Linked DNA regions of Mus musculus: region 1 is linked to region 2. Evidence: chromatin contacts called from public promoter capture Hi-C data. All regions are on one chromosome and are shown on one strand. The core of a region is the stretch at or near the end of the contact, and the rest is flanking DNA. Distances in the headings are between cores, read along the strand shown. Region 1 holds the start of 1110028F11Rik (RIKEN cDNA 1110028F11 gene). Region 2 holds the start of 1700109G15Rik (RIKEN cDNA 1700109G15 gene).

What was found. Promoter capture Hi-C pulls out the DNA fragments that hold promoters and counts their contacts.
Region 1: a contact with region 2 is called in a promoter capture Hi-C map of liver, with 2.5 times the contacts expected there. The contact joins the promoter of 1110028F11Rik here to the promoter of 1700109G15Rik in region 2. A contact is called at or near these places in 2 of 39 promoter capture datasets (the 3T3-L1 cell line and liver).

What each region holds. Positions count from the first base shown.
Region 1 is chr11:87,696,947-87,702,812 of GRCm38.p6, forward strand. It overlaps 1110028F11Rik (RIKEN cDNA 1110028F11 gene), which reads left to right and starts at 2,578. Exons shown (of 2, transcript NR_045139.1): 1 at 2,578-4,700. All of the region lies in intron 2 of Rnf43 (ring finger protein 43), which reads left to right.
Region 2 is chr11:84,716,550-84,722,309 of GRCm38.p6, forward strand. 1700109G15Rik (RIKEN cDNA 1700109G15 gene) reads right to left here and starts at 3,883. Exons shown (of 3, transcript NR_046197.1): 1 at 3,837-3,883; 2 at 3,362-3,514; 3 at 427-610.

The DNA.
Region 1 (5,866 bases), core at 1,328-3,827, 3.0 Mb after region 2:
GGGCTTGGAGGGAAGCTTAGGGACTGTTATTGTGGGAAGAAAAACAGCTCCAGACACAGGTCTGATAATGCCCAGGCTTAGCATCGGCTGAGCGACAGACAGTGGTTAGTGATTTGGCTAGGAGGGGGGACTCAACCTTTGAAGTATTCCAGGTGGGTGTTGACTGAGCTACCAGCTATGCTGCTGTTCCCGAGGTCAGCCTGCCCGAGGGGAGAAGCGAGGCCAGGTGACTGGGTGCCGCTCTTGCACCCTAAGAATCCATTTACGAGCTTGAACACAGGAGTACCCGCCCGGACAGAGAACAAACAGTAAGAAAGAAGAGCAGAGGAAAGCGCCCCTCGGTGCAGTCACTGTGTCAACAGAAATCACAGATAAGGTGGCTTTTATGAAGCAGGGATGTAGTGTGTGGGGAGAGCCCATGCACCTGGGGTTGGTGATTCAGAAACTTGGTGCCAGATTATATGGCTCTCTGAGAGCGCCTTATGTTCCAGCCACCCTATGATAGCTGATGTCATATAATTACCCACTTGTTAACTGGGCCAAGAGGAAAGTATTGGAAGACAGCCAGAGGAAGGTAGAAGCACTGTCAGAACCCATGAAACACATGGCTGCTAGAACCTCCTTTTCTGCATGGGTGGAGTCGCTGTCAGCCTAATGGAGATTGATTCCTAGGACAGACGACCTGCGATTTGTCCTGCCCATTTCTATGACAAATACGGTCTCACTTAAATGTATTCAAGTGGGGGCGGGGGAGACGCAGGAGAGATGGTTCAACGCACTTGTTGCTCCTGTAGCGGACAGGGTTCAGTTCCCCAAACCCACACGGTCGTTCATAACCATCCGAACTCCAGTTCAAGGGGACCTGATGCCCTCTTCTGACCTCCATGGGCACCAGGCACATACATAGTATGCATACATATATGCAATCAAGACACTCATACACATTGTCATTCTAAAAATAATGTTTCGTGTGTTCAAATGGAGCTTGGCAGCCAGCTCAGTTGGGAAAGCGACTTCCCACACAAGCATAAGAACCCAAGCGTGGATCCCAGCACCCAGCTGGAAAGCTGGACGCAGCTGCATACAGCTAGGTCGTCAGCACTGGGAGGTGAGGCCAGAGTTGAGAGGTAAATTCTTGGAGCTCACTGACCAGTGATCAGGTTCTAGATTCAGGTTCAGGGAGAGATGTTATCTCAAAAATAAAGTGGTAAGTAACCAAGGAAGATTCTCAACATTGACCTTCGGCCTTGACATGCAAAGTAAAGTAGAATAAAATAAAAGTGAAGGTATGCAAATAGACTTCTGTGGCTTCGCCCAATAACCAACTTATTGCATCTTAAGTGGGAGCAAGGTCTGGACCATTCCTGTTGGCTGACGTAGCACTGGATTGAGTTCCAGACTCACTTAGCTTCTCTTTCAATTGTTTGCTATTTTAAAAAGTGCTTAGTGGGTAATTCAAGCAAACACACTCTTGGGAGACCAAAAGCTCAGGCTTTTAATATCAATAAAGCATTCATTTATTGATCATTATGTTAGGACACTGCTGCGTGAGATATGAAGACAAGCCTCCCCTGGAGTGATACTCTCATGAAATAAAGCAGAAAGGAAAAAAAGATAGTATATAATAGTTTAAAAGGACACAAGACATTTGGGGCATTTCTGAGATTCCCCATGAAAGAAGCAGTGCATACATGTGTATACACTTGAAGGCTTAGTGGGGCTTGCATAGGTCATATTCCAACAGAGTGTGAGAACTGTCAGACCATTTGTTTTGGACAAGAGGTACACTCAGGAAAGAAACAGGGATGACACCAAGGAGACAAACAGAAGTCATACTTTGTAGCCATACTGTGTGTGGAAATAGCTAGTGCCTTAAATATGGGACCATTTCTACAGTGAGCTTTTTGGATACTGTTCTCTTTTAAAATTTATTATTATTATTAATTTATTTATTTATTGTGAAATGAGCCAATTCAAGCCAAATCAGATTATATTAAATGCAGGTTTATTGGGAAGCTGCTCTCAGGAGGGTTCTCTGGCCCCGAGGACAAAGACCAGAGAAGTCACCATGGGAAAGGAGAGAGAGAGAAGTGGAAAGAGAAATCGAGAAAGAGAACTCTCAGAGAGAGGGAGAGGAGGAGAGGGAGAAGGGAAAGAAAGAGAGGCCCAAAATGTCTGGATTATATAGGGAAGAACAGCTGGGGGAAGGACAGCCAGCCCCTGGGCTGGAAAGTTCAGGGTTGGGAGCAGGATATGCCAGCTAGGGACTGAAGGATGCAGGAAGAACCCGGAGGCTCCAGGTCTGCTTTGATGCCTGAAATCTGCACCTCCGTCCCTTGTTCCAGGGTCTGAAACCAAACAGTTATTGTTACTGTTTTATTTTATTATTGTTGTTATGATAATAATAACTATTATTATTATTATTGTTGTCGTTCATGTTGTTATTGTTACTATTATTATTATTATTAGCAGGCCAGGAACTCACTCTGTAGACCAGTCTGGCCTTGAACTCACAGAGTTCCACCTGCCTCTGCCTCTTCAGTGCTGGGATTAAAGGCATGCGCCACCATACCTAACCGATGAACTTTATTTTTAGTTGTGTATGTGTACCTGTACTTGGGTGCACACATGTGAGTGTGGATGCCCTTGAGACCAGAGGCACCACATCTCCCTGGAGCTGTAATTACAGGCAGTGTGAGCCTCCCAGCACAGCACTAGGAACTTAACTCAGATTCTCTGCAAAAGCAATACACACTTCTTAACTGCTTAGGACATCTCTCTGGGCCTACTCCCCCCCCCCTCTTTTTTTTTGATAGAGATTCAGATAGGGAAGATCCATCACATCTTAGAAGTGCCAGAGTTGAAATGCAAAACCAAGTTTACTGCTTCCGGGGGCTGTACAGCAAACCTCGAGTTGATAGGCCAAGGTCTGAACTTAGTTCAGAAGATTGTTCATATCTGGACAGAGCAACGATGGAGCTAGAGTATTTAGTTTAGGAAGATTGTTCGTACAGTGAAACAGAGACTGTTAGAAGGTTGAGAGACTGGCTGGAGCCTCTGACTCTAGGGACAGAAAGGGTAGTTCTCCAAGACTAGTGATTAGATACAGGAAGGATTCATATCGGCTCTGGGTGCTCAGTCTGCGTCTCCAGGGAAAGGGTGGAGACACTAACAAAGGTAAGTCAGACAAGAAGGGTTATTGACTTAGGGTGGCGTGCTGGGAGGAGGTGATGCTTAAACCTGAGTTCGGGGGTACCATTAAGACAACAAATGACGTCTAGTGGGCCTATGGAACCACAGGCCAGATTGCCCTTAGAGACCTGATGTAGCAATCATCTGGAAACACTAGAGTGTATGGGAACTCCTGAAGAGAGTGCCTACTAGAGATGAGCGCGCATTTCCTCAGGAAGTGTGGGTGTATTTCCATGAGAGGCAAAGGAAAGGAAGAAAGAAAGAGGAAAACATAACAAAGAGAGGGTAGTCAGAAGAGCAGCACCAGCCCAGCCACTTGTCACAGACAGCGAGAAGGATCCAGACAGAGTCCAGGCTCAGAGTCACCAAGGGACACATCTCTGCAATTAGTGTTGGTCTCTTTCTCAAGAAACAATGGATGGACACCATTATGTTCAGACACTTTTTTTCCCTCTGTTCTCAGCTCTGTTTATGGAGGCAATGAGTCAGTCAAGAGGGCCGTTTTCCTAGTAAAGATGCGTTTAGTTACCATACTCTTAATTTGCACTCGTGAGAAACTCTCAATTTTATTGCCAACAAATTAAAGTAAAAATGCACAGGCTTTTATCACATCACTGGAGAGCAGTTGATTGGCCTTTGGGTCTCTCCCACTCCTCCAAGAAAACTCTTGTAAAGTTCTTGGCTCTTTCACTCTGTGCTTCCCTGTGTGGTCTACCAAGCACCCTTAGCTTGAATCTATGAAGTCAATGGGCAGGATCCAGTCACAAGCTCAGAGCTCACTGTGTTGTCTCTTCAGTCTTGAGATAACCTTTTCGAAGTGGGTGGCGCTAATGAGAAGAGAATAAAATAGCTAATGGGGGATTATAAAGTACTTTGCAAATATAAAGACAACATCAAAGCTAAATAATAATCTTAATTTAGGGTAAAGAGTTCTATTAGCAGAGAGAAACATAAAGAAGGACAAAGGGTAGTGGCGCTTTGTACCTGAGTAACTGTGCAGATCAAAAGTGCCGTATTGATCGCCATTGCCCTGTGAACTCTCCAACCTAAGAATTTGGCTCCCCTCCCTGACTCTCAAAGGACCTCTACCCACTCAGTATGCCCATGGCGTTTCTCTGAGTCTCCTGACCAATGTCAACAGGAACTTCTGTTTGGGGCCAGCTTGATAACTGAGTAGAGTCCTCTTCCGGTTACTGGTTACCAGCTCTTGGTTATCTTCTCAGTATCTCTTAACTATCTGTGCCTGGCAAGAAAATAGAGAGGCTTGAGCAATTAGGAAACAACAGAGAGCTCAGAGTCCACAAAACAAACAAGTTAAGGGATGCTTGGAATATTTGCACATACATGTGCCTTCCGCATGAGGTCACATATAGACACCCTCCAGGCTGGGTGGGCTGCAGGCCCTTGGGAAGCAGAAACAGAGGCTGGCAGTGATGATCATGGGCTTCATGCGTATCAACTTTTTTGAGTATAAAGGAAAGAGAAAGAAATTAATTCATCTCTCACAGGTAAGCAAAAAAGACTCCCTTGGGTGAAAAAATTCGGAATAGTGCAGGGACTGAACTGAAGTTCCCAGAACTTCTCCGTGCAGACCACTGGGCTTGGTTGTCATAAAATTTTAGTAGGGATTGGAGTTCACCCAAGACGCTCAGCCAGCTAAAGCTAAAGTCTGTCCCTGTGGGAAGCAAGAGCTTCTTTGGGGCGATGTTAAAGGGATGTTTTCTAAACTGATTTAATAGTATTTAAGTGACTTCTCCCTCAAGATAGCTTTCGGGTCAAATCTGGAGATGTCTCTTCAGGGCCCCAAATGACAAGAGAGTGCTTCCAAAGCGGTGGACAGAGACCAAATTAGTCTAGGCATGCGTTCCACATTCCTCTAATCTCAAAGTGGACCTCTTCCTCCGTGAATTTGCATTTCCTGTGCTATTAGCGTGTGGCTTTAAGACCTTGTGTGCATGCGTACACAGGGCGGTAAGTAATAGGCTTCAGACTGACTCGTCGGTGAGCAGAGCCATTTCTTTGATAGGTGTTGGTGGGGGGGCGCTTTTTGCAATGTTGCTTGGCTCCCCACACCGATCCTGAGAGAGGACTAGGTCACTAGGAAGAAAGTCTTCCTGGAAAAGGTGAGTCTTTTTCACAGGAATAGAAGGCATGCTGGGTAAAAGGAAAGGTGAGAACTCTCTCTCTCTCTTTTTATGAGGGCCAAAACTGTAGAGCTGACTTTGAGTTTACAGGGAGTCCATAGACCGCATACACGTGCTTGTTGTATAACAGCCCTCCTGGAGTTCAAGGCCAGACTCCAATGTGGAGGGTTGGAGAGGTTTGCAGGTTTCTGAAGAGAAAGCAGGAATCTGAAAATAGTCATTTCCTGATCAAATGAGAAGGCGCTCACCAAATTCATGTCATCTGTTTGTCCTAACACCTGCTTGTGCTTGGCATTGTGCAAGCAGTGACATGAGGCCTTGCCTCTGACTCTGAGGGACTCAGGATGTACTCTGCAGGAAGGAGAACATGACTAATATTTTATTGAACACCTACTATATAACCAGGACCTCTCATAGAGGAAATGGATATGGGGAGGGGCCGCAGTGGAACGCTGATTAATACTAACAGTTACTTAAGAATTTTAAATAGAGGGTGGGGAGGTAGCTCAGTGGTTAAAGTGTACGTGCTG
Region 2 (5,760 bases), core at 2,633-5,132:
AGCCTGTGAAGGAAACAATGTAGCATGGTCCCCATGTCCCAGATGGCATCTTCAGCTACTCTGTCCCTTATGGTCAGCTGTTAGCCATATGTAGCTATCATATTCTGATTTTGGTTAGTAAAAATTGAGATGTGTCCTGTTAGTACAAAACATACAAAGAATGCAAAATGCCTCATTAATCCTCTTCTATTGATAACATGTTGAATTGATAATGTCTTAGTTCTATCGAGTTAAATAAAATACATTTTAAAAAAATTATTATTAGCGAGGCAGTAGTGGCTCACACCTTTAATTCCAGTATTTAGGAGGCAAAGGTAGATGGATCTCCAAGTTTGAGACCAGACTTGTCTACAGAATGGGTTCCAGGACAACCAGGGCTACACAGAGAAACCCTATCTCCAAAACAAACAAATAATAATAATTAGTAGTAGTAGTAGTTTTTATTATTGGTATGTGTGCGTGTGCATAAGTACAGACATAAACATGCCAGGGCACATCTGCGGAGGTCAGATGACACCTCTGGGGAGTCAGTTCTCTCTTTCCACCTGTTGAGGCAGGGCCTCTTTTAGTTCTGCTGTGCTGCAGAGGCTACACAGAGTTGAAAGTCAGCCTGAAAGACATAATATCCTGTATGTAAACAAACAAACAAATAAGCAAACAAGCAAACAAATGCATACATCCTAATTAAAACGCATTGTTTGACCTTGGCACACATTTTAGACTGACCCCAGAGGCCCTCACATGTTAAACACACATCTACCTCTGAGCTCCATGCTTAACCCCTTGTTTGTTTTCTCTCTCTTAGAAATCAAACATTTATTTACTTATTTGTTTTGCATTTATTATTCTCTCTGTTTTTATTTGGGAGGAACTGCAGGTGTGCCACGACGCCTGTGTGAAGGTCGGAGTGTAGCTCACAGGAGTCAGCTCTCCTCCCATCATGTGGACCCCAGGGCTCCAACACAGTTGGTCAGGATTGGTGGCAAGGACCTTTTGTTCTTTTAAAAAAAAAACATTTTATTTTATTGTTTATTTTGTGTGCATGTATGTGGACACACACTGGGAAGACACCGTGTGGGAGTTGGTTCTCTTTTTCTACCATATAGGCTCTGGGAATCGAACACAGGTCCTCATGTTTGGCAAGACCTGCTGAGACATCTTGCTGGCCTTTTGTTTGTTTTTTAAATTAAGGATTTAAATGTGTGTCATGCAGAATTGATGGGAATGTTTCAAGACAGGGTTTCTCTGTGTAGCCCTGGCTGTCCTGAAACTCATTCTGTAGACCAGGCTGGCCTTGAACTCAGAAATCCGTCTGTCTAAGCCTCCCAAATGCTGGGATTAAAGGCATGTGCCACCACTGCCCACTGAGATTTTAAATTTTTTTGAAACTGCATATCCTTTCACCTATTACTTCACAAAATTCGAAGTAATTTTCTCCTAAGGAAATAGCCAACAATGTAGACAGGATTTTTTTTTTTTTTTTGAGACAGGGTCTCATTGTATAGCTATGGCTAGCTTGAAACTCACTATATGGACCAGGATGGCCTTGAACTCAGAAATCTGCCTCTGTCTCCTGAGTGCTAGAATCAAAGATGTATGCCACCACGCCTGTTGTGGGAAGATATTTTTCTTTATAATAGTGAAACATATCTAGCAACTAGAGTAATGTTCAAATAATTTTTTACATACCAATTTGATCATGCTAAACATAAAAAATGTGTTTAGGATCTTTAATAACAAAGGTTAATATGCTTTTTATAATGTCCAGTGGGAAAAGCACCCAAGAAAGTATATTTCATGCTATGCTATGAATGGCATGGTACACACATATAGATTTGCATAAAAATGCAAAGATATGCTGCTAAATGTTTTTCTTTGTGTGAGATTATACACAATATACACTTTCGTTACTATTTTCTGTTTTCTACTGTTCTTAATTTAGCATGCATTACTTTTATAATGAGGAAATTAATATTATAAAGACCTTAAACTCTTGGATTCAATAAAAAAATAGGCAAAGCATATTCATGTATGATACAGAAAAACGATGAATACAGCAGAAAAAAAAAGGTCTATAAATATAAAAATCCCCAGTCTCAGTAGTAATCAGGGAAATTAAAATAACAAAGAGATTTTTTACTGATATACCAGTTTAGGAGAGAGAGAGAGAGAGAGAGAGAGAGAGAGAGAGAGAGAGAGAGAGAGAGAATGCAATGTCAAAGAAGTAATGAAATGGAGATCGTCTCTCGTGCTCTGGGGAGAGTCATCTCTGGGGAGGACAGTTAGGCGACAACTGAGAAACTGTTAAAGGCACACTCTCCTCCATTTGGTAATTCATCTTTTAGGTCTGAGCTCACAAGCCTAAGAGGCTTGTACTAGCTTAGGGGAAGCATTGCTCATTGCATGCAATATCAAAATATTAAAAACAAGCCAAACGGACGTGAATTCCGTCAGTGAATCCATTCTGTGGAATACTAGGTGACAGATACAAGAATGGAAGAGAACTGTATTTTCTGGCATAAAATGAGGGAGATGAACTGTCAGACCATTGCAGCAGGATGGTTAATGTTAAGGAAAAAAGTCTCTCTCTATACGTGTACTTATATATGTGGGTTTGGGAAATTTTTACTTCATAGATCTCTGACTGGCGAAGAGAGTGACGGGAGTGGAGGGAGGTGGCAGGGGATTTGTCCTGTGATCCTTCACTATTAAGAGTTTAACTCAGGGCTCAGCGGGTAATGGCACTTGCCACCAAGCCTGATGACCTGATGACCCAGAGCCCACATGGTGGAAGGAAAGAACAGACTCCTACAAGTCGCCCTTTGACCTCCACATGTGAACTGTGTGTGTGTGCGCACACACACACACACACAGGTTAATAAAAAAGAAAGAAAAAAAAACTAAAATAAAAAAGAATTCAAACTAAGAGGAGGCTCTAGTGTTTACTGTGTGTGGTGGTTTTGGGGGGAAAACTGGCCCCCATAAGCTCATAAGAAGTGTCACTATTAGGAGGTGTCTTCTTGTTGGAGTGGGTGTGGCTTTGTTGGAGGAAGTATGTCTCAGTCTCTTCCGGCTACCTTCTGATCCAGATGTAGAACTCTCAGCTCCTTCTCCAGCACCATGTCTGCCAGGGTGCCTCCATGCTCCCACCAGGATGATAATGAACTGAACCTCTGAATCTGTAAGCCAGCCCCAATTAAATGTTTTTTTTTTTCCTTTATAAGAGTTGCCTTGGTCATGGTGCCTCTTCACAGCAATGAAACCCTAACTAAGACACTGTGTAACTTGGAGCAAATTACTTAACTGTTCCAAACTTCAGTTCCCCCATCTATAATACAGAGCTAACAACAACTTTACATACCTCATCAGGTTGCTGAGAAGATGTGCTGAAGTTATATAGTTACTCAGAACTCCCTTTGTTCCGAGTTCAGTACACAGTAGGCCTTCAAATGTCACTTCTCCTTTTACTGTGATTACAATCAGCAACTCCACACATAAATACTCTTGTTAACAGCTGTGCAAAATAATAAATAATGCATGTAAAAGAGTGGACACATAGCCAGTTGGTGGTGCTGCACACCTTTAATCTCAGCACTTAGGAGGCAGAGGCAGGCAGATCTCAGAGTTTGAGACCAGCCTGTTCTTCAGAACTAGTTCTGGGACAGCAAAGGCTACGCAGAGAAACTCAGTCTAGAAAAACAAAGCAAAACAAAACAAAACAGAACAGAACAAGAGCTGATGTGTAAATAGCAAGAGCATCCAACGGGAAGGAAGAGAGGGAGGAAGAGAGGGAGGAAGGAAGTAGGGGCTAATGTTGCTCAAGTTGGTACTGGTACCTTCTCCTATAACCACTCTGAACCCTCTGAAGTATCTGGTCTCCCCTAAGTGGGCTCCACCTTTCTCAAAGGCGATGACAATACCCTCTGTGACCAATGAGAGTCCCTCCCCAGGGCCCAGAACAGAGTAATTGCTCAGAGTTCTGCCATATTGCATCACAGTTTGTAGAATGCTTGCTTACCATACACAAAGCCCTGAGTTTGATCCCCAGAATGCACCATATAAACCAGATGTGGTAGTGCACATTTATAATCTCAGCACTCAGAAGGTGGAGGCAGAAGAACCAGAAGATCATGAGTGTCCTCAGAAACATATGAAGTTTGAGGCTAACCTGGAATACATGAGACTCTGTCCAAAAAAGAAAAAGAAAGAGAGAGGAAGAAGAAGAGGAAGGAGGAGGAGGAAGAAGAGGAGGAGGAGAAGAAAGGAGGAGGAGGAGGAGGAGGAGGTGGAGGAGGAGGAGGAGGAGGAGGAGGAGGAGGAGGAGAAGGAGGAGAGGGCTAGAGAGATGGCTTAGCAGTTAAGAGCACTGACTGTTCTTCCAAAGGTCCTGAGTTCAAATCCCAGCAACCACATGGTGGCTCACAACCATCTGTAATGGGATCCGATGCCCTTTTCTGGGGTGTCTGAAGACAGCTACAGTGTACTAACATATAATAAATCAATAAAAAAAATTTTTTGAAAAGAAAAAAAAAAGAAGTAGAAGTAGAAGAGGAGGAGAAGAGCTCTTGAGTGTCATGAATCCCAATATCCAAACCTTGGCTCTTTCTTCCCAGCTGATCTCAGGCTGGGACATCATCCACTGAAACCTCTGAGCCTTAGCTTCCTTACTAGTCTGATAGTCTGATAGTACTTATGAACCTCATAAGGACATTGACAAGATCAAACAAGGCAGCATGTGGGAACACCAGACTCCAGTAGAGTTGTTCAATAGAGTTGACTCCTGGATGGGCCTCCCCCTGCTGGCGTAACAGAGATGGCAATGGAAAATGCCCACTGAGTCTTGCTGTCTAACCTACCCATGCTTGTCAGATACTGCCCTAAGAATCTTACATGTACCACATTTTTATCCTTTATAATCTTATTTGTTTCTTTCCCCCATGTAATTAGCCTTAATTCACAGATGGGGAAACTGAGTCTGAAAGCAGGGAAGAAACGCTCCTAAGGTCACAGAGCAGGAAATAGCAAACCAAGGACATGAGGCCAGACCTGTCTTATTCTTGAACACAAGCTGGTCATTGTTCTCCTTGGAGCAGCATGAAAGTGTGTGTGTGCGTGCGCGTGCGCATGTGTGTGTGTGTGTGTGTGTGTGTGCGCACTCCGTATCATCTATGAACAAAGTGCACGGGTGTGCAAGGCCTCAGATTTCCCCCTTCCCAAACACACACACTTAACTTTGTCAAATAAAAGAAAAGGGGGGACATTACACGGTAGTCCTGGGCAGAACTGAGGCCCTGAACTTGTGCTGGGCTCCTGGTTCAGCCGGGATAACCCTTGTCCTGTCTTGGTGTACTTGGTGGTAGAACGCTTCTATAGGGCCCTGGGTTCAATCCCCAGCGTCACACAAGTGCATACACATATGTCCATGGGGTTTTAAAACATACACCCACTATGTCTTTACCATCAAAAAGTATTTCTACTTTTCTGTACTATAAGGATTTCTGTTCTTAAAAGCACACACACATGCACATATGTGCAGAACCATACAAAACAAAACTAAAATTTCCAAAGGGATTCACCATTTAGGTGCCTAGGCCAGCGAGAAGACACCCCTGTGCTGCCCTCTTGGGGCCAGCAGCAGATGACAGGGTGGGGGCAGGATGCTGGAAACCGAAAGCCCCAGAGTAACCTAAGCAACATTTACCCTCTTCAGACTTGGAGCTCATCTAGGCCTGGCGATCACCCAGTGGCACACAGAGTGCC